Linked DNA regions of Mus musculus: all the other regions are linked to region 1. The links are chromatin contacts, called in public HiCAR-type and promoter capture Hi-C maps. All regions are on one chromosome and are shown on one strand. Each heading gives the region's core, a stretch centred on a gene start, on an enhancer-like site or on the middle of the called end of the contact. The rest is flanking DNA. Distances are from core to core; before and after follow the strand shown.

The links. Promoter capture Hi-C pulls out the DNA fragments that hold promoters and counts their contacts. HiCAR-type assays count read pairs that join an accessible place to other places.
Region 2: a contact with region 1 is called in a HiCAR-type map of astrocytes, with 5 times the contacts expected there. The contact joins the promoter of Tspyl1 here to the promoter of Rnf217 in region 1. A contact is called at or near these places in 2 of 39 promoter capture datasets (cranial neural crest and hippocampal neurons) and 1 of 115 datasets of contacts at active chromatin or transcription factors (astrocytes).
Region 3: a promoter capture Hi-C map of 3T3-L1-derived adipocytes shows a contact between it and region 1, with 6 times the contacts expected there. The contact joins the promoter of Calhm5 here to the promoter of Rnf217 in region 1. A contact is called at or near these places in 2 of 39 promoter capture datasets (3T3-L1-derived adipocytes and hippocampal neurons).
Region 4: a promoter capture Hi-C map of hippocampal neurons shows a contact between it and region 1, with 5 times the contacts expected there. The contact joins the promoter of Rwdd1 here to the promoter of Rnf217 in region 1. A contact is called at or near these places in 3 of 39 promoter capture datasets (frontonasal cranial neural crest, hippocampal neurons and liver).
Region 5: a HiCAR-type map of astrocytes shows a contact between it and region 1, with 4 times the contacts expected there. The contact joins the promoter of 9330159F19Rik here to the promoter of Rnf217 in region 1. A contact is called at or near these places in 1 of 39 promoter capture datasets (cranial neural crest) and 1 of 115 datasets of contacts at active chromatin or transcription factors (astrocytes).
Region 6: a contact with region 1 is called in a promoter capture Hi-C map of hippocampal neurons, with 5 times the contacts expected there. The contact joins the promoter of A830082N09Rik here to the promoter of Rnf217 in region 1. A contact is called at or near these places in 2 of 39 promoter capture datasets (cranial neural crest and hippocampal neurons).
Region 7: a promoter capture Hi-C map of hippocampal neurons shows a contact between it and region 1, with 6 times the contacts expected there. The contact joins the promoter of Zup1 here to the promoter of Rnf217 in region 1. A contact is called at or near these places in 4 of 39 promoter capture datasets (the 3T3-L1 cell line, cranial neural crest, hippocampal neurons and 1 more) and 2 of 115 datasets of contacts at active chromatin or transcription factors (astrocytes and bone marrow-derived dendritic cells).

The regions. Positions count from the first base shown.
Region 1 is chr10:31,608,111-31,611,141 of GRCm38.p6, reverse strand. It overlaps Rnf217 (ring finger protein 217), which reads left to right and starts at 1,417. Exons shown (of 6, transcript NM_001146349.1): 1 at 1,417-2,758. The coding sequence starts at 1,958.
Region 2 is chr10:34,280,692-34,283,722 of GRCm38.p6, reverse strand. Tspyl1 (testis-specific protein, Y-encoded-like 1) reads right to left here and starts at 1,533. Exons shown (of 1, transcript NM_009433.3): 1 at 1-1,533. The coding sequence starts at 1,442. The coding sequence ends at 303. The region is part of intron 1 of Gm26564 (a long non-coding RNA gene); the gene reads left to right.
Region 3 is chr10:34,094,887-34,097,917 of GRCm38.p6, reverse strand. Calhm5 (calcium homeostasis modulator family member 5) reads left to right here and starts at 1,399. Exons shown (of 2, transcript NM_178908.3): 1 at 1,399-2,020. The coding sequence starts at 1,481. All of the region lies in intron 4 of Trappc3l (trafficking protein particle complex 3 like), which reads right to left.
Region 4 is chr10:34,018,092-34,021,122 of GRCm38.p6, reverse strand. It overlaps Rwdd1 (RWD domain containing 1), which reads left to right and starts at 1,507. Exons shown (of 7, transcript NM_025614.3): 1 at 1,507-1,757. The coding sequence starts at 1,685.
Region 5 is chr10:29,210,043-29,213,073 of GRCm38.p6, reverse strand. It overlaps 9330159F19Rik (RIKEN cDNA 9330159F19 gene), which reads right to left and starts at 1,431. Exons shown (of 6, transcript NM_001162537.2): 1 at 1,208-1,431.
Region 6 is chr10:33,993,589-33,996,619 of GRCm38.p6, reverse strand. A830082N09Rik (RIKEN cDNA A830082N09 gene) reads left to right here and starts at 1,565. Exons shown (of 1, transcript NR_015526.2): 1 at 1,565-3,031. It overlaps Rwdd1 (RWD domain containing 1), which reads left to right. Exons shown (of 7, transcript NM_025614.3): 7 at 1-65.
Region 7 is chr10:33,949,873-33,952,903 of GRCm38.p6, reverse strand. It overlaps Zup1 (zinc finger containing ubiquitin peptidase 1), which reads left to right and starts at 1,645. Exons shown (of 11, transcript NM_001359455.1): 1 at 1,645-1,773.

The DNA of each region.
Region 1 (3,031 bases), core at 168-2,667:
GAACCTGGGATAGACTGAGCAAAGACCCACCATTATAGGATTGCGTTATGATTCCTCTGTGCTGTTGGGGACCTGTGAGTCCCAGACCTCATGCTAGAGGTGCCAGGCCCAGGAGTCAGGCACGAGAGGATTTACCTAGAGGAAGATGACATGTTGCTCAGAAATGCTAGCAGCATGTAGCAGGAAGAAGTCCTGGTAAGGAAAGAAAGGGCAATCCTTGAACAGGGAGATGGAGTCTTCTGGAGTCCCAGCAACATCCGTCCACTTACCTGTCTGGGCTTTCCAGCGGGTTGTGTTTCTGAGGTGGATACTGAGGATTGAGTGAGTGAGCTATCTCTCCAGGCTGCCTGAGTACCATTTAATCATCAAAAAATAGTTATTCTTCATTCTTGGGTCAGACTACTGAGTGCCAGGGCATCTGGCGGCAAGTCACCATGCTCTGGTGTACCTGAGCTTCAACCGCACCTGATTGAAACCCATGACCTTTGGGTCTCTGCTTGGTCAATACTGAATTCTTAGTTCCCTTGTAGCCTTTGCATTTGCCTTGGAAAATATTTTAGAACAAATCAATAACAACTTCAAGGTTAAAAAATAATCTACACATTTAACAGATTTTTCCTTTGACATGAATGTGTAAATTGAATTCCCTCCCTATTTTAAAAAAATAAAAATGGTTGGCTTCCCAAAAATGTTTTCATTGGCTTTAGAAAACTAAATCACACCAGTGTTTGGGTGACTAATACTTCCTGTAAAATAAAGATAGATCAACACATAATTAAGTTCTGGCTGAGATATAATTGTTGCCTTGGAAACAGTTTTGGGTATGAATATGGTTATGTTAATAAGTTTCCCTGATTCCTAATGATGATCCAGCTGATTAATCAGGCCAGGCTACCCACTTAAAGGGGTTCAGAAACAAAACAAAAACCAAACAAACAAACAAACAAAACCCCAAGAGCCCACAAAAATAATTCGCGAGAGAACACTGAGCAGAGGAAAAGCAGTAAATGTCAGATTAGTTATTCCTTAGTGCTTGTAAATATTATAGTTGGAGGAGCAGACGACAAGTGCTTTTGGGTTATTTATGGTTTTCGAAGATCCTTCCTATCGCACCAGGTAGAATGCACACCATCGCCTCTACTTCTCGAGCGTGACATCCCAGTGTGTTCTCCGTCCAGAGCCCAGGGTCCAGCAGTTTTTGTCGGAAGTTCTACTTAAAGCAGAGCACTAAGGGGCGCCTGCAAGCGCTTAAGCATTTGGCTGGGGCCGAGTGGGAATTCTTAGGGGTGAGAGCACAGCTCAGCTTAGATCACCCTCACTCCTGTGTGCGTGCGACTGTGTGCGTGGGCGCCCGCGCGCGTATGTGTGTACGTGTGGGGAGGTGTGTGCCAAAGGGGTGGGGTGAGGGGAGGGAGCAGGGCCCTAGGTGCTGCACGAGGAGAGGGAGGTCTCCCGCTTCTCCTCCAGGGACACCAGCCACTGCTTGCGGACTCGGCCACCTCTCGGTGACGCCACAGGCCCGGCGACCCTCGGGATCGCCGGCTGCGCGCCCCGCCGCGGAGGCAGGGATGGCGCGGGGCTGACCGTCTCCTCCCGCCTCCCGGGAACTCTTCCGCCCCACCCGGGACTCGCGGGTCCGCGGCAGCGCCGCGACGTGCATGCGGGCCGGGCCCCCTCAGCCTGAGGCCCTCGGAGTCCTCGAGGCGGTGCCCGGCCGCGCCGGACGAGGAGGAAGACGACGACTACGAGGTGGAGGAGGAGGAGCCGGCTGCCCGCACGCTGCGGCCCGGGAGCCCGGGCTCCCCGGAGGGCGCTTGGGGCGTCCCGGCCCCGGAGGAGGGATCCGGAAGCAGAAGGGCCGCCGCGAGTGGAGCGGAGCCGCTTGCCCGCGCTGCCCGGCGCCGGCTGGGGGTCCGGGCGGCTGGATGGGCGGCGGCGGCGCAGGCCGCGGGCGGCGATGGGCGAGGAGCAGAGCACGGTGAGCGGCAGCGGCGGGGCGCGGGCCTCTGGCGGAGGCTCGGCGGGCCAGCCCGAGTCCCCCAGGCCGCGAGGGGACCGCGTCCGGACAGCCGGGCCGCGCGCTGCAGCCTCCTCTTCACGGCCGAACGGCGGCGGCGGCGGCAGAGACCCGGGCTGCGTGGACGCGAGTGTCCAGGAGCCTGCGAGCAACCGGGCCCCGGCAGGGCAGCCCGCGCGACTGCCACTCAGCGGGCCCCTGGACCCCCAGAGTCTGGAACTGCAGCTGGAGCGCGAGGCGGAGGGAGCGGGGCCACGGGAGGCGCCCCCCGGCCAGCAGCCCCCCGACGGGCTGCTCCTGGACGTGCTGGCCCAGCGACACCCGCCCCCCGCCAAGCCGCAAGTCCTCTGCTCCGTGTACTGCGTGGAGAGCGACTTGCCCGAGGCCCCCTCCGCCGAGTCCCCGTCGCCGTCGGAGTCCCCACCTCAAGCACCGCTGGGGCCGATTCCCGCCAGCCCGCCGCCCTCCTTCCCCAGCTCCCCGCTGTCGCTCCCGGCTGACCCCCTTTCCCCCGACGGCGGCAGCATCGAGCTGGAGTTCTACCTGGCTCCGGAGCCCTTCTCCGTGCCTGGCCTATTAGGGGCTCCACCCTACTCTGGCCTGGGGGGAGTAGGGGACCCCTATGCGCCCCTCATGGTGCTGATGTGCCGGGTGTGCCTGGAAGACAAACCCATCAAGCCCCTGCCCTGCTGCAAGAAGGCGGTGTGCGAGGAGTGCCTCAAAATCTACCTGAGCTCTCAGGTAACTCTCCACTACTCTCTGCCCACCCTCAGCCCTGATCGCCATGGCAAGGCATTAAACTTCCTAGCAAGGACAGAGGTGACCGGTCCCCTTATCCAGGGTCTCCAGCAATTGCTGGCGTTCTAGTTGTTATTGAATGTATTTTACTCACACTGGTTTATTGGCTGGTTAACTCTGCTCTGAGATTCAGGTTTTGGTTGGCAGCTGCTAGAGGAATGAGGTGGATTGCCCTCTGATTATTTTGTCTGTGGATTGCATGCAAGAGCTTGTTCC
Region 2 (3,031 bases), core at 284-2,783, 2.7 Mb before region 1:
AAACAGGTAAGACTGAAAACAATAGGGTCCAAACAGTGTAAAGGCAGTGTAACATACAGTTTCATTGTTGAGCTTAGAAAGGGTATAAGCCAGGGCCGTGAACCAGCAGATACTAATTCAGAACAGCATGAAGGCCATGGGAAAGCAGAAGCATGTCCAGTCTTAATCTCGAGGTGGAGACTATCCAGATAGAAGATGCAGAAAAGTCAGGAGGAAAGAAATCAAAACACTGCATACCCGTTGCATTTGCTCAAGCACAGGTGAGAAGGGACCAGTTCCGGCCGCATTTTCAAATGCAAAGATTAACCTGACTGGAAGCCAAAAGGCCTGGGAATCTCCACTGGCTCCCTTATTGGGCGACGTCGGGGTCTACGGATTCCTTCACGACACAGGTAGTATTGCAGTGGGTTTGGCCACAGATCCTCTTTGATAATCTCAGCGATTCTGTCAGATTCTGGAAGGCTGTGGTCCGAGAACCAGGTGAAGAAGCTGCAAATGAGATCTTGGTTTCTGCGAATGAAGGACTGGGGCTCATGCCCTCTCCGCCAAATGATTGGAGTGGAAAGAGACACCACTCGACCAGATGATCTCACTTCATATTCCTTGACAATCAGCTTGTTTCTGAAGTAGGGGTTTCTTCGAAAAAAGAACTTGAATTTGCAGCCAGTCTTAGGGTGTCTCAGTTCCTTCACCTCCAGACTGGTTACGTACCTTAACATCTCTGCATCCCGACCCCTAATCATGGCGGACAACTGAGGGTGGTTCCGGAAGGCAGTCATCCAGAAGCCTGGGATATTCTGAATGATGTAGTTCCTCCGTTCCAGGTAGTGTCGTCGCATTCGCCCAAACTTCTGCTCCAGATGTTGGAAGGCCCTGTCGGCCTGAGCATTCACAGTGTCCAGTTCCAGCTGGATGGCCTCCAGCGGGTTCCTGCGAAGATCTATGCCCAGGTGCCAGGGCCCTGCCTCCTCCGGCGCCTCCCTCACTCCTCCACTCGCCTCCAGCATCTCCATTTCTTCGCCCGCGGGCTTCTGCTCCACCTCCATCACCTCCTCGCTCCCTGGCGTGGCCACTTCTGACTTTTCCGCTGCAGCCGCGACGGTGCCCGGTTCCGTCTTCACGTCACGGGCCTGGGACTCCGCTCCCCGAGTTTCTTGGGCCTTCTCCACATATTTCGGTGTCACGAACACCGCTGCCGCGGGGCCCCGAACGGAAGGAGGTGACTCTCCCTGCCTAGCTGCGGCCACCCGAATCTGGGGGACAAGGCCCTCGACATCTCGGGGCGCGGGGCTCCCCACGATCCCTGCGCGGCCCTCACCTGTCACCGCCTTCTCCTCGCCGAGCAGCGGTCGCCGGTCTGGGGTCCCCGAGACAGTGTCAGCATCGCAGTGGCCGCGGCTGTCGGGGACAGGGGTCCCCTCGTCCCGCTCCGGGCTGCTCATGTCGGGTCTAGTCGCGCAGACCTCCGCCTACAAACAACAACCCTCACGGTCCCCCGCAACCCCAGCTCCGCCCCTCGCTCTCTCCAGCGCAGTGACGCCAGAGCCACAGCCCGCAAGTCTCGCGAGAACCTGCAGCGCACCTGATTGGTTCTTCAGCTCGTGACTTCCGTATTTGTTTGGCTTCTGTAAATGTAGCGGATAGCGGTTGTCACGTTTGTTTCCGTAAAGGGATGTCAATCATCCTAGGAGACTGAAGACAGTGGCGGGGCTTCTGGACCTGGCTTCTGGACCCTTCGCCCGCATCCGGGCTGCAGCCGTGTGTGTGTCTGTGTCTGCAAACAAGTTCATCCCCTTTCCACTTATGTGGAACGGTAAAAACACCTCCTGGTATTAGACAAAGCTAGGAGCCAAATGTTTGTATTAACCAAGGTGAATGCCACGGTTCCCCACCACCACCACCACCACCACCACCACCACCACCACCACCACAGAACTGAAAAAAATAATGAAGTCTAGCTTGGTGTGATGGCCCTTGTCTGTCGCCTCAGTGCTCTGGTGCTGAGGAGGATCGTTGACTTGGAGGCTAACCTGGGCTGCATACACGTTGGCTCAAAATAATAATAAAAACTCAGTTCTATTCTAAGCTCTGACGTTACTGGGGAACAAAGATCTGTGGGTTTGCTTTGGGAATTATTCTTTTTGGAAAAGATTTTGTGGTCATCATTAATGATTGTTTTTACTGGTGTGTCTTGCACCGTGGCATCGAATAGTTTGCATAACAATCCTCTGATGTATTAAGATATCCATTTTATTGAGACAAGGAGAGACTGGGTCTCTTACCAGAATAACATAGAAAATGACAGAGCGATGATTTGAGCCCTGGACATTTGATTCCCGGGTTCTCTGAACGGGATGTGACGTCACTTTAGGACATAGGCATAAATGCATAGTCTATATCAAGTTGATACATATTTTCTCCCACCTCCTTTCCGCATCCATAAATAGATTAATATTTAAGAACACATTCATTTCCTTTCTGTTTTGAGAAAAAGAAGGTAGTTATTCGTGGTCCTCAAATTCAAATTTACCAGAAAAATGTCACCTTCTGTATAACAAATATTTCCAAAACACCATTTAACGTTTTTCGATAAAGTTCATAGACAATATAACCCATCTACACACATAAATAGAAAATTTAACAATTTTACTATAAAGCTTACTGTAGTGGTGGCGATTTTAGTATAGCAAAGGGGTCACCGACTTAGGTTATTATAAGAACTATATGACGTGGCATTTATCACAGTGGTAAACGCACCAATAAGAATGGCGTGGTTAGAAAATTACACATCTCATAAAAGTAACTGCGGATGGAGAGTGACACAGATGCCTATGTCAGGTCTTCTGAAACTGTAATCCAATTTTGGTGAAGTTCTGGTAAATAATGTCTCCTCCTCTCTCCCTTGCACTGTTTCTTCCACACAGAGAAAGGAATTTCCACGGTTAAATTCTTGCTAGGCGTGTTATTTCCAACGACTGTCACTAGAGGGAGCGACTTCTCCTTTAGAAAATGATGCTACACCTATGACAGA
Region 3 (3,031 bases), core at 150-2,649, 2.5 Mb before region 1:
TGCTTAAGCAGTTTAGGACTCACTTCGTTTTGAAACATTATTTCACATTTGTTTGCTTGCTAGCTTGTCTATGCCTGTGTGGATGGCATAAGGTCAGAGAACAACTAGAAGCTGGGTCTCCCCTTGTACTGTGTGGGTTTGAGGCTAGTGGTCAGGTAGTCAGGCTTAGAGAAAAACACCTTTACCCATACAGCCATCTTGCTGGCCCCTCTATTTCTTCTAAGCCATAACTCTCACAAATGTATAATCTGCTCTTTAGAGAAGCACGAATATAACAGCAAAGACTGTAGCCTTTTACTTGCTTGACTCCTAATCCAAGGCCTTTCACAAAACACCTAGGCGAAGCTTCTTACACTTATTCATGGAAATCTGACAACTGGATGTGCTGCCGTCATTCAGAGGTGTGAATTAACTTAATGTTTAAATTAAGAGCAGTGTAGGAGAGAAATGGAAGCAATTTTCTTAAATCATTTATAATGTGAAGTACAAAAATGTTCATTCATGTGCTCATTGGTTGATTGAATAGACAGGAGGACTGCCTATCTTGAACAATCCTACTACGTTGCAAATTCAGTAGCTACCTGCAAATCAAACTTCTGAGTGAGTTTCTAATCTACACGTGACACTATGTTCAGTCCTAGAAAACAACCTGGAGTCAGCTAGCATTTGCTAAGTGAACAGAGTGAAACATGTTCTGGTATGAAACACCATGCCGAGGTTCAGCGATGGTCCATATGACCAAGTGGTGGGTGGTTTGGAGCCCCGAAGATATCCTAACTCAGGTTTGGCATCTGTTTTAGAAAGATTTTCTTTGTGACTTCCCCTCCCACCAAAAAGAAAAAGAAAAACAAAACCTATCATGATGTGAATCAAGACGTTACATGAAGAGAAACGAGGATGCCTCCTTTTCTCTAAAGCCCCTGTAGTTATTAGACTTCTCACACAAATTCTAAAAACCCCACCCCATATGTTTCAGGTCTCTAATGAAGAAAACCCTTTTAGGAAGTCAGAACTCCTGTCTACTAAATCTTAGGGCACAGAGCAAGAGAAGAAACCGATCATGAAACACTGGGTCTGGAGACTGGCTTTGGCTACCAGTCAGTGGCTGAAACACATTTCTAGAAGCACTGAGCCCCCCACTGGACAATTTCTATACTTATAATTTGTATGAGCATTTTCGATTTGGAATCAAAAGCACGTGCAAAGACTATTAAAAGGAACTTGCGTTTACTTTTCAGCTTCTTTGGCTACCCTCAAGTGTCAGCAACCACCAGTAGGAGGCATTATCTGAACGTTGTTGGGAAATAAAGCATTCCTGGGGAATGACATTGTTTCCTTATCTGGCTCGATGCAGACTGAGCAGGATTGCTGTTTTGAAAGAGCTCCACCCTCAGCCTCAGCCACAGTTGCTGTGCTAAAACCAAGGCAAACGTCTTTCCCTCTTCGCGTGTGTGTGTGTGTGTGTGTGTGTGTCTCCAACATGGATGCCTTTCAGAGCATCTTAAAATTCTTTCTTAACCAAAAAACTGCTATTGGCTACAGCTTCATGGCTTTGCTCACCGTGGGTAGCGAACGTCTCTTCTCGCTGGTGGCATTTAAGTGCCCCTGCAGCGTTGAGAATACTGCCTATGGGCTGGTTTTTCTCTTCGCCCCTGCCTGGGTGTTACTGATCCTTGGCTTCTTTCTGAATAACAAGGCATGGAGACTCTTCACTGGCTGCTGTATGAACCCAAAAAAAATATTTCCCAGGAGACGCTGCTGCCGCTTCTTCTACGTCCTGGGCCATATCATACTGAGTTCACTGGTGGCTCCGGTGATGTGGCTCTCTGTGGCTTTGCTTAATGGGACGTTTTATGAATGTGCTATGAGCGGGACAAGAAGCACAAGGCTCCTGGAGATGATTTGCAAGGGCAAGCCCAAAGAGTGCTGGGAAGAACTGCACAAAGTCTCCTGTGGTAAAAGTAGCATGGCCGCTATGGAGAGTGAAGAAGTGAGGCTATCCCTGCAGGCCCAGTCTCAGGTAAGGACAAACATGCCTTTTGCTCCTAGTGGGAACTTCTCTGGCTTCCTTTCATCCGTCAGAGTCTGAGTCTTGCCAGGATACTTTTGACACTAAGTGGAAATTGGAACATGATGTAGCATTAAGAGAATCTCAGGAAAAGCTTTTTAGGGACAAGATGGCTCAGTAAAATTGCTGATTGGATTGTGTAGTCTCCATTTCCAAAGAGAAAATATCCTCTGGGTTATGCATATGTAAATACTTAAGTGCTCAAAACTCTCTCTCTCTCTCTGGGTTGACTCTAAATAATGCAGAACACAATGTCATCCACTGAGTGCTAAACCTGAGCTGTAATTAAGCACTACTGTCTCCTATCAATTATTTATTTTCAAGCCGATGTCTCAGAAAACACAGACACATCTTATTCATCCACTGAAATAGAGCTGAGCCAAATCAGTGACCACTTTTCAAAGTCTCTTGGGGTATAATTAGCATAGAGATTTCCTTGAGTAACCACAGTGGTAACTGGTATTTCTATGCATGAGTGCTGTCAAGATTGAGAGTTCCCCGAATAAGATGGGACTGATCAGTCTTTAAATGGTCTTTGGTAAAGTGTGACCACATTCCCTGGGGCAGTTTATGGCTTTTGCTCTCTGTGCTGTATGACTAAGTCAATTCTCATGCTACTTTAGAAGCTCAGAATTTGGAGAATTGTTTTCCTTGTGGGCAGTAATTTCCAGCTTCAACTAATCAATACAATGAAGGAACTTGTTACCTTGCCAAGTATTTGAACACAGATCCAGGTGCCTAGTCCTAGCCTAGCCTTGCAGTGAAGCTCATTTCTTATTTCGGGGGCCAAAAGAGGTAGGAGTAAATTAAAAGAGCCATCCTTTCTCAGGAATAGTGTTGGTTTCTGGATAAATGCACAGGCACATACTAATTTTACTGTTTTTGCAAGGGCTTGCCCTTACAGCAAACACATTAAAGCAAAGTTGGCTTCTACAATATAGGATGGTTACTAGTAAGGTTATA
Region 4 (3,031 bases), core at 258-2,757, 2.4 Mb before region 1:
CTCTCTTTTCAGATTTTGTCCGATTGAGTGGCCATGGTGGCATTTCTTAAGTTAAGAGTCTGAGTCACTAACACTTCCAGAATTCCTCATAATCTATGCCTCAGCCCCTCAACTAGATCATGGCGAATGCTCCACACTGTCTTCCAACCTGCCAAGTGATCTGTCTCCTTCAGAACTTTAAAGCAGCTGTTCCTAGAAGTCTATTCTGGTAACTAATCATCGGAATTCCTTTGAATAAACAAATATGCAGCTTATATCTGAAATGCTACCTCATCTCAGAAGTTTCCTTTTCTCCCCTTTAAAGTTTAAAAGAAGGCAAAAAGCAACCCTTAATCTATTTAAAACAAGAAACCATAATACTTTTGACATAATGCATTTCCTTTACTGTAAGTAAGGAATACTTGCTAATTAAACACAAAACAAAAAACTCTTTCTGTGTAACTGGAGCACTGTGGCTCACACCTACAATCTCAGCACCACTGAGGCCAGGGTAGGGGTAACACGAGTTCTGGCAATCCTGGCTAGTAAGCAAGATACAAGCAAGCAACAGCAACAATCACCACAAAGCCAAAGCCAAAAAAGCCCATCTATGGAACCTGCATAATACAAGTAAAGCCAGCTTTAATACACAAGGAAGGTAGAGAAATTTGGGGAAACATTTTTAGTATGTTTGGGGTATTCTTCCCGAGGTACATTTCCCCACATTTTGTTTAGGCTAGTACGTGTTCCTTTATTATAAACAAATATAAACCAAGTAACTATTTAGTGTTCATTAAAAAAGAAGACATATTTATCTGTTTTCTTAGTTTTGCCGTTACGGCATTTGACATTTTGGTTGTAGTGATAGACTTGAAGCTGTCAAATCTATCAGCAGAAGTAGAGCTAAATCAAAGGTATTATTTTCCGGTATCTTATTGTAGTTTTGGCAAAGTCAAATCTGTCACTAAGATCCGCCCCTTTATCTGTTCGCTGAAATAACAACTGAACAAGTCTTTAGGTCAATTTTTCCGCCTCACTTATTTCACAACTTTAAAGTGAGGTGCAAGAACCTCTGGTTCGACTTTCAGCCTTCCTCCCGGGTTCCTCCTGGGACAGACCTCTGGACGAACCCCGACCCCAAGTCCCAGCTCGGCTTCCAGGAGTCTGCACAGATCAGGCCATTGAAAGTTCCAAGAAGCCGGGCTGGCTGTCGCCCACAGGCTGCTCTGGGCGACAAACGTGGTTTAGGAACGCGGAAAAGCGGAAGCCCTTGGACCTCCGCGCCCCGCCCTCGGCGCCACTACCACGCCCTGCGCGAGACTCAGACCAGACACATCGAGCGCAGAATGGCGATGCCTCTCTGCCAGGCGTCTCCATCAGAAGCCAGCAAAGCCCAGCAGCGGGCAGTAGCTGTCCTTCCCGAACGCCGGGCGGGCTGCGGTCACCCCCCAGCCAATCCCGAGCCGTCGCAGACAGGCAGCGAATCGGCGGCCGGCATTCCAGGCGCGATGAGTCGAACTCCGACGCGGGGATCGGGCGGCCCGCGGAGCCGGGGCTGTTTCTCAGCAATCCGTGCCAGGCGTGGCTCCAGGCCTTTCCACTCCGACTCTGCGCGTGCGCCCGCCCGGCAGCCGGCGGCCGCGGTGTCCGCTGCAGCCCGCCGCCAGGGAGTCGCGCCGATGCACGGGCAACAACGCGGGCCACGATGACAGATTACGGCGAGGAACAACGCAACGAGTTGGAGGCTCTGGAGTCCATCTACCCCGACTCCTTCACAGGTGACTTTGGCGGCCTCCTGCTCCGGGGCGGAGGCCGGGGCCCCGCGGCCCTTCCTGCCGCTCTCCAGACAGTTTCCAGCACTCGCCTGCTTCCTTCCCCACTGTCCTGAAATCCGAAGGTCCGGGTGGCTCTGCGGAGGCCCTGGAATTGGTCCTGACCGCTTTGGTTTCGCGTAACCTCCGTCATCCGAGATTCACTGAAGCACGCGGGGGGTGGGGGGAACTAGCAGTGCGATGAGTTTCTCCAGAGCCGCTTAATGTCCCCCCTTTACCTCCTATTTTAAGCTCTGGTGAAGTAGCAGCTGTTTTCCCTGCTGAGAAGATTGGGATGCTGGCTTTTGAGAGCAGCACACTCGGGGATGTCTTATTCTCTCTATAAGAGTGATCAGGCATTCTGCAGAATGCCTGATGAACGATGTGGTCGCTGTGGTTCTTAGGTATCTTAGACGTCGTCGAGGTTCTGGAGGCCCAGGGAAGGCAAGTGGCTTGTGCTCTCCCTCCTCCAGCCAGAGGTCCTTAGTTCTTACATCCTGAAGACTTCGGTTAAGGATTCAGCCTCAGCTTAGATGTAGGAAGAGCTGATTGGGTCTAAGGGAAAGCATCCGTCAGGAAATTCATTAGTAGAATCTTTCCTTGTGAGTCTGTTTCCATGGAAAACCTATCTATGGGTCTTCTCAAATTAGGGAAGCACTCAAGGTAAAGTCAGTATGAACGTAGGCTGGGGATTGATGGGATTTACATTCCACAACCCTTCCTCCAAGTGTTGTCAAGTATTACTTAGTGTCTGAATTAAGAACCCAAGGCATATTACTTTAAATCCTAAACCATCCCTTTCATTGCTTAGCTTAGTTTTCTTTCTTGGCTTCACTTTTTGACCAACTTTTTGCAATGGAAGCAAATTTTGTTCTGCTTTGCCAACAGGCAGATGTCTCTCAGCTACTCCTGTGTAGCTCCAGTCGAGTTCATGTTCTCTCGCACCAGCAATACAGCTGTGTTGCGGATGTTAAGGGATGAGTGAAGAGGGGGTTGAGAGTGTCATTACCTGGGTGAGTGTATGTGTGGAGTCTGGCTTCCTTCTCTATCCTTGCTTATATGTCAGTGTCAAACTAAAATAAAGCGCTAGTGTCAGTTGTCCGATATAGTCTGAATTACGATGTTTAGACCTTTCTAGCACGTTAGAAATATAATAGGCATGAACCCTTTGTAGGCAGAAACAAAAATGCATGAGGCATACAGTATTTTTAACTTGTCTTAAATATTAGGTTATCCTTCAC
Region 5 (3,031 bases), core at 182-2,681, 2.4 Mb after region 1:
TTTGTTAGTTTTTTCCAGACAAGGTTTCTCTGTATACCCCTGGCTGTCCTCGAACTCAGAAATCCGCCTGCCTCTGCCTCCAGAGTGCTGGGATTAAAGGCATGCGCCACCACTGCCTGGCGCATATTGCATTTCTTATATTTCAAGTCCTTTACAAACATGAGGATGCACACTGCAGAAGGAATGTCAGAGACAGCAAATACTTCCAACTTCACAATTCTTAGAGGAAATCATTTGGCCTGGCAATAAGTTGCTCCCAATGAATTTTGTGGGATTAGGAACTTCTGTGCCTATACCTCAAAGTACTGTGTCACCTATCTTCAAAGTAATTCCCTCCCTTACTTTCCAGGTTATTTTCCACCACTGGAACCATTTTAAGCAATTAAGGAATCCTATTGCTCATGTGCTGTTCATCAGCAAATGCATCTATCCAGAGACCTCCCATTCGGTTTTATTAGAAGATTAAAATGAAAAAAAAATTCACTGCTGTTCATTGCTCTTTCTGCCTGCTCCTTGTTTTCTAGCAAGGTCAAAGAAATGCAGCACAAAGAATTCCAAAGAAGCCAATCTTGTTTTCTCATCGGGTCACCATCTTTATTCTTGGATCTCCTCATAGTCTCAATTTAAGCCACATGCGCATTAGTTTTAGTTCCCTTAACCAATAAGATACAAGCTTTGATTAAAAACAACTCTTGGTTTGCAGGAAACAAACACCAGTGTCTTTTAACTCACATTATGAAAAATACTCCTCCTGGAGTGTAATAGTAGTTTTGAATAAAACTACATTTTTTTTTAAATTACAAATTTCAAATAACAGAGAACTCACAGGTTGTAAATTTTATATCACAGATATTAAAAATAACTTCATCCCACCACAGACTGCATTCTAATAAATAGTTAATAGAAACTTACACTGAGCAACGTTTTTCTGAACTGCTGAGAATGAATGAGAAACAGTCTCAGGATGAGGATGTTGCTGTCAGTCCAAGCTTTAGAAATCCACCCTTAGCAGTTGAACAGCCCCTTCTCCAAGGCAGTTGAATCCCTTATGTACCCTGCCCACTGTTCGGAGGCCCAGCCACAAGCACAGCCAGGTCAGGAGATGCTGAAAACACACTTACTTAAATCTCATCTTTAATCTAAGATTCAGAAGCAGTATCCTGCTCTACCCAGTTTGCTCGTTCAAGTTTGCCAAGAAGAAACATACCTTCTTACACTTGGGGGTCGTCCTGCAGCAGGTCAGGCTCTGTGTGGCCAGTCTAGCAATGGCAGAGGTGGGGCAGAGAGCTAGTTGTCTTAAAGAACAGTCTCAGTGGTTCTTTTATAAAACAAAATCCATTCATCTTCCACAGTGGTCCTGACAAACGCCTTTGCAAATTGAACTTCAAAGAGCTACTCTGCTCAGTGTCACAACAGCAGCTGGGCTACTATGACGTCAGGGACTTGGAGGCGGCCTTAAGGCTGCTGCTTCCAACCACAGCTCTGTAACTTTAGAGCAGTTATATCCTCTGGGTAAACAACTCCAGGTCCAGGACATTTTTAACTTTTATAATGGAGCCTAGCATTTTCAAACTTGCCAGGAGAGATCTGCTTGCTAGCAGCACATGATGACAATTTAGATTTCTTTTATTTGGAAAGTAGACTCTTTTTTTAGGAGCAAGAACCATCCTCTTCCTCCATCCCCTCTCTTTCCCTCTCTCTCTACAGTGAGATGCAGTTTCAGTGTCTTTGTTAGTCTGGCCAGGGATGAAGTGGAAATGTGTGAGAAAAAAAAAAAGAAATACACACACACACACACACACACACACACACACACACACACACACACACACACCAGCAAGCATGAGTCAAAATGTATGTTGAAACATATTGAATGTTTGCCTTTATGCAAAATAGAAATGGGGCATATATATATATAGAGAGAGAGGGAGAGAGAGAGAGAGAGAGAGAGAGAGAGAGAGAGAGAGAGAGAGAGAGAATAGTGGTTTACTTTAGTCAATAAAGTCTTTAGGGCCAATATAGCAAATCAGTTACACTGAATTTTAAGTAATAAGCTCTTATCGTCAAGCTAAAGTTTTCCGACTGTACAATATAACAATGTGTCATTTGAAGCATGCCATAATTTCATGTTTTTGGTTTTTGTTGGTTTTTTTTTTTTTTTTTTTTTTTGCCTACCTCCAAGCTCCATCCCATAAGGAGCTAAATTGCTTAATAATGGTAAACTGGTCAGGGCAACCATATATTTATCTAATTTAGTCAACTGACTAATTAATTAGCATATAACATTGCTTAGCAAAACAGGCTAGCCTAAAACTCAATATTGCCTCTCAAACTGGTCTCAATTTAGTACAATCCTGCTTCAGTCTTCCATGTCCTGGAATTAGGGTCTTGAGCCACCAACTCCAGCTTCTTTACTTCCATAGAAGGACGTTATACAGGCAGAATAACCGAAAGAAATGCTTCCCTATGTTTAGAGAGCTAGGATTCATATTTCCAGGGGCAGCCACAATCGTCATAGTTACAATAGCAACACTAGTTATTCACTGGGAGCAGCTTTAAGCAAAGCTCTGTGCTAAGGATGTCAAGTGGAGCTTCGTGTCAGTTTACCACCTTAGCAACTGTCTGCAGTTTTATTCACCGGATCTTACTTATATCCATGGCTTAGAGAGCTAAAACATCTTGACAAAGCCCACAGAAAGACCTCTGAGAGGAGGAGCAGGACTTGGAACCAGTTTGGGGACCCTGGAATATTGTTATAGGGACCGAGGGCTCAATACTTCTGCCCCCATTTAACTGTGTAATCCTGTGGCCTCTGTTTCTTCCTTAACCAATTAGATGAATTTACTTCATAAGACTGTAAGGCAAACAGATACATGGAGTGACAGAGAGTTACAGTTGGTCCCTCCTGCTTGCCTCGTTGCTAATGCATACAGGAGGACGAATAAGAAACTTTGCTCAGAACCATTAGCTGGAGTTATCAAATAATACTCCTGTGGACTCTTCATTTTAAATCATTGAGTTTCTATGTGTT
Region 6 (3,031 bases), core at 316-2,815, 2.4 Mb before region 1:
GGAGAATATTCTTCTGATAACTTTCATCATTGAACTTAATAAACTGCCCATAAAATTTCAAATATAAAGTGTTTACTTCCTCTTATTGATGAACAGTTTAGATGTTTTATGACTTAGTGTTGCAGAGAGCCCCCACCTGTATCACTGATGTAGGCTGCTGCTATGGATGCTTGATTTTACAAATAAGGAATGGGCGTGACTTGGAATTTCTATGCTGGGGTCAGTGGTTACTTTGGATTCCAAATGTCTTACGAGAAGAATGAGTGACAGTAACCAACCTGGACTCCTAGTGCCTGGCACAATAATTTTGAGTTTTAACCAAATTAGAAGTTCAACTATTATGTTTGGAGGAATAAAATAGACTTTATTATAGTGGTGGCAGTATTTGAATCCAAATTTGATGGTTTTGAGGTATGCATTCCTGGGCCTTTTGTGGGTTAGAGCCAGGAGCAGTAGATCCCAACCTGATTTTAAAACAGCTCAGTCTCATTACAGCAGTTCTAGAACTGTTCTAACATGTATTTCTGCCTGAGTCCCTGGCCTGTTGGTTTGTCTTACCTGGGTTAGTGTTTTTCTGGCCATTTAACCAGTTCAAAGACTCTCTTGGGACTGTTTATTATTGGAAGAGAAATATATCTAGATATTCGCATATGGAATGCCCTCTTCATAGTACATTAAGATGGTTGGTTGTGGGTATCAGGTAGGTGAGCCAGGCTTCCTGCTAGCTACCCAGTCTACAGTTTAGAAGGTTGACTTGCCTCTGGTTTATATCACTTGTACTGTTCCAAGTACCTACCTTCAGTCAAAAATGTCTGTCACATACCCACAAATACAGTCTTACTTTGGAACGAGACTTATGATTAAACTCAAACTATTTAAAATAAAACTATCATGCCGGGAGTTGGTGGCGCTCAAATTTAACCTCCCCACTCGGGAGTCAGAGGCAGCAGTATCTCAGTTTGAAGCCAGCCTGGTCTACAGAGCGAGTTCCGGGGCAGCTAGGGCTACACAGAAAAACCCTGTCTTGAGAAAAACCAAAACCAAACAAACAGAAAAGCAAAAACAAAAGGAAAATTGTCATTCTGGAATTTAATACTTTTTGAAGATTGTTTTAGTTGATCTTGATGCCAGGTGGTGGCAAGAACTTTCAGGGTTTCTATGCAGAGCCAAAAGCTTGTGTTATATGAGCTTTTCTCCTCCATAAAAGCGATGGCGAGAAGCTGGTCAGTAGCTGTGTAAGAACCTGGACGAAGCTGTTCAGTTGGGGTAACGAAGCATCGAGGAACAATGTGCCAAGGTCAGGTCTTTGACCCAAGTGCCAACTTGTCCCTCTTTCTTCATGTGACTTACAAGATTTTTAGGTGCTTTGGTACTGAAGTGGGTTTCTACCTTAGTCTTTGTAGAATGTAGGGAAAGCAATGATAAAAAGGCAACCTGACTAGTTCTCTTGACACTTCAAGATTTGTCATGAGAACATAAATCCCAGTTGAATTCATATTCTGGGAGTGAGCCCATGACTCCATTTGTGCAGCAGCCTGAACTGTGGCTGTGGAAAACTTGCTTGATCTTTTGCTACTTGTGCCAAGACATATAAAAATATTAGTAGGATAAAAAGGGAAACACTTGTGTAAATTATGGGAAGAATGAGAATTCTCAGGAGAGTTCAAACCAGTCTTTATACCCACATTCTTGAATAAGACCTCATCCTCTCATCCCTTCATGCTCTTTTTGCCAGCAAAGATTCTTTAGGGCAACTTGAGAAAGTGCTGAGAAACATGCAAAGAGTTAATTGAATATTGTTCAGTTGAGGTCAGACTAAAAGGAAAGGACACTGTCACCTCATTGGAAAGAGAAAATGAGTTCATTACTCTTCACAGACTATGTGTTTAGAATATTTGTAAGCAGCAAAGATGAGCTTTTAGTTTCTAGAAGAAAGATGCCTGTGGGTTGTTAACATGTGCATGTTACCCATTGTTGGTGCCACAGGCTTTGAATGTAGGGAGGTGAGCTATATGACATCACTTGAAGTGTTTTGTGTCAGGTCGGAAGACAAGGCAGGAGTATGTGTCAGGGTGATCACCTGTTTACATTGAAGGAACCATCAGCTGTAGGTGAAGCTTTCAGAAGCTGTGGCACATGCAGTGTGTACACAGGCAGGTGGCATTAGCTTGCCATGCAGTGTGTCCACAGGCAATGGCTTTAGCCAGTGTCAGGCTGCTGCTGTTGAGGTGAAAGTTCACGTGACCTGTTTGTCAGTTTACTTGTATCAAAGGTTGACTAAAGGGATTGTTTTAATTGTTAAGGCACATTCAAAAGGATTTTTTATTTACATCATCAAAGAAAATGACCTATGCTGATTTTCATTTTATATCTAGAACTAATTTTGCATTCTCCAGGGAGAATAACTAAATTGCCACCCAATTCTTATCCTTGACCCAACCTAGATAATGGCATCAGCATTGTAGATGTGCAGTTTAAACCACACAGATTTGTGTTCCCGTTGCTTGCTGGGGACAATCACTTAAAACTTCCATTTAGTAAGCCGGTAACACTGGGCAGCTGCTTTGTGCTTTGTGGCAGTGTTAAATGTTTTTCCCTTCTCCCATGAAGAGAAATAGTGCAGCTCAGCCTACAGTTTTACTGTTGTGACTAGAACCTTAGCTATTCTTAGCTACCACAACAAATGTGGTTAATAATATATCAAATTTTCAGTTGGTCCCCAGACAGGCCAACTCAGTGGCACTGTCGATGGTCCTGAATCATAACGTTACATTGTGTTGTTTCCCATAAGTGTGTGATCTGGGTAAATAGTTCAGGAATACAGAACCACAGAAGAAGGTAGGATGCAGTAGGTAGGAAAAGAGGTTGAGGGAATAAGAGAGACAGACTGACAAATGCTAATGGAAAAGCGTGGCCTTACAAAGGTAGCAAGTTAGGAGAAGTTAGGCATAACTGGGGAGATGGGTGTTACTGGGTACTTCTTTGTGTTACTGTTCTTGATGTTGTTTCCTTGCACAAGATGGAGAGCGTT
Region 7 (3,031 bases), core at 396-2,895, 2.3 Mb before region 1:
ACTGGTGATCCGAATTTATGTGCCTTTAGTCAAAATCTACACAAAAGCTAAATACAAAAATTAGCATTTCTTCAAACTACATGTTTCAAAACTTAATTTTTTTGGAACATCTTTTTTTTTTTTTTTTTTTTTTTTTTTTGGGAATCTGCTCCCTCTAGTGACCTAGGCCTGAAATTAGACCAGTCATTGGTTGGCCACTCCCTCAAGTTCTGTGCCACCTTTGCTCCAGCACATCTTACAGGCAGGTTGTAGGTAGCAGGTTTTGTAGCTGCATTGGTGTTCCTGTCCTCCACTGGAAGCTTTGCCTGTGAAGAAACACAGGAAACCTGCCCCAATCTCTGCGCGTCAAATACTGCACTCTCCTGTCCCTGCATGCAGCCAGAGCAGTTAGTACCCCTTTCCCCTAACATAGATGCTTCAGGCCTTATGAAGAGGGCAGACAAAAGAGAGCCCAATCTGGCGCCGGAATATTGTGATCCTTCCTTCATAAAAGCACTCTCCCAAGCACAGATGGCTCCGACCTTTGAAGGAGACAGGAGTTAGTATTCTCGAAGTGATAAAGTCCACTCATTCTCAGGCAGCTGTGACTGCGTTATAAAAACACGCTGGTCTTTGATAAGTTATGTCTTCCCAGGTCAAAAAGGTCTTGTTCCAGCTGCGCAATTCCTCCTCCCTGTCTGAACAAATACTATCGGTTCTCTTTTCCTCTTCCCAATCATGTAACACCAGGGGTTGAGAGCCCCAGTTTATGCATCCTCCTATATATACCTTAAACCCCTAGATTTAGGGGTCACTGTGCATTGGGAAAGATAGCGAACCGGGTCCCGGTTAATAAAAACTCTTTGTATATTACATTTGGTCTTCCAATTTCTGGCAGTCTCCTGGGGTTCCCGCAAACTGGGCATAACAACCTGGTTACAGAAGATGGCCAGTTCATCTTTTTTCGTTAACTAATACTGTCTTGGAGGAAAAGACGAGTCAAGTGGGAAGCTGATGAAGGAGGAAATCTGGAAGCAGAGTTTTAGTTGCCCCTTGTTTAGACATTCCACAAAGTTCTGTTTTCTGAACGTTTTTATACCTCTGGAGAAATGATTTCATTGTTGTTGGCCTCGCAGCTAATGGTTAACTGCTAATGTGCTCATTTTTAGCTTGAAAATGTTCTGTAAGAGTACTTTCACTCTTACAATGACTTCGAATTTTTTTTTTTTTTTACTAAAAGAAGGAATTCTACTAAAGGAAATAGTATTTCCTCCATGCATCACGTTCAACGATACCCAATAATTTAAAAATATTATACTTGTCAGATTATGTCATCCTCATATTTAAACACGTCCGTAGTTGCCTCGTAGATCAATCCCCCAGAGGGAGAAACAGACTGTTAACACTGGATAAGCAACTTTGTAATATTGACAAAGGAACTTGTCTTAATTAACCCGCAGAACATAATTTAGAGCTCAGATACTGTGTAAACAGGAACAGGTGTTTGCCGCAGAATCAGACATTTAAATGTACTCAGAATCTAGTTACGGTTTTAGCATATCTGGAGTGGAAACTGCAACTGGAAGGTGGGAGGGGCAGTGATGCTCTGATGTGCAAGCGAAAGTTGCAAAAATCCCTCACAAGTCCCACAATGCACCGCAACTCAGACGGATCTGCAGCGGGGCATGCTGGGATCTCTACCCTCTCTGGCCAGTGAGGAAGGTCTGTTGTGACTGCGGAGGACTCTTGGAGGCCTGGGCTCTCTTTTGGGTCGCGGCGCGGCAGTCTCGGGAGGTCTGTCCTTGGCGATCGGGCGGGCTGTGTGGGGCGCGCTTTCGGGCGGTGGCTGGCTCCTGCGGTGGGGAGGAGCGGCGGTCTAGCCGTGGGTCCGGGTCTGCAGGCCGGCTCCGGGTGGCCGCAGGTCCGGTTCCCTGCGCCCCACCGGTGCGACGTTGGCTCAGAACTTTGACAGATTCGGGCCTTACCACCTTCGCCATCCCGTACCCAGGCTAGCCCTTCGAAGGTCCCCCCTTACTTGTAGTGTGTCCTTTATCTGCAGTGCCCCAGTCCTTGGAAGAAACGAAACTAGGTATCGATAGAACTTCCTTCTAGAAACAGAAACTTATTACTGTCTGAAGAGAAACGAGAAAAAGGAAAATGTAGAAAGATTTTGTAAAGCTGAAATTAGATGAAGGGAATAGTTGCCCTCGTTTTTCCTTCCTATTACTAAAATACGTGACAGCCAGGTGATAGTCTAGGGGAAGGTCTGGGTTTGTGATTGCGTTAAAAGGTTTTGTTTTGTTTTAGCACCTCCCTACAAGTAGTCCATCTCCCATTAGCCCATCAATCTCATAACTCGTTTGAAAATGAACTTCCGAGGGTTGAGCTGTTAGCTAACCTAATGAAACCAGCGTCTATACCCCAGTTTCCTAGATCTTGGCGGTAAGTGCTGTTTTCCTACAATGCTCACAGCTTTTACCTTTGGGCTCTGCGGTGTTTACCTTCCATCGTTATCTGACTGTAGTGACCTGTCTGGTCCAGGGTTTCCATGTATGTAAAACCACAGCAGTGGTATTAAGTTTGACACATATAAAGCTCTGAAGTGAACTAAGGTGGATTTACCCTCCTCATTCTACTACATGCAAGTAAATATGTTGATCAACATTAGCCTTCTGTTTTACTTTATTTTACATGGACAACTTATTAAATATACTTTTTTTTCTACCTGTTGGACGAAATGCCTTGTATTATTGTTTTTTGAGATGGAGTCTCACTATGCAGCCCTGAATGGTTTGGAACTCAGCTATGGCTGGCCTCCAACTAACAGATCCACCTGCTCTCTGCCTCAGGAGTGCTGAGATTAAAAGGGTGTATCACCAATGCCTTGTTGAAATGTTTTACTCATAAATTTTCTTATTATTACCTCTGATATCTTGACATTCAGGCACAATATCCTTTATCTAGAATATGTAGAAATACAATACTAAACATAAAGTTTGTTTGTGTCATATATAGCTTGTATTTTAAAACATATTTCTCTGTATGTATTTCT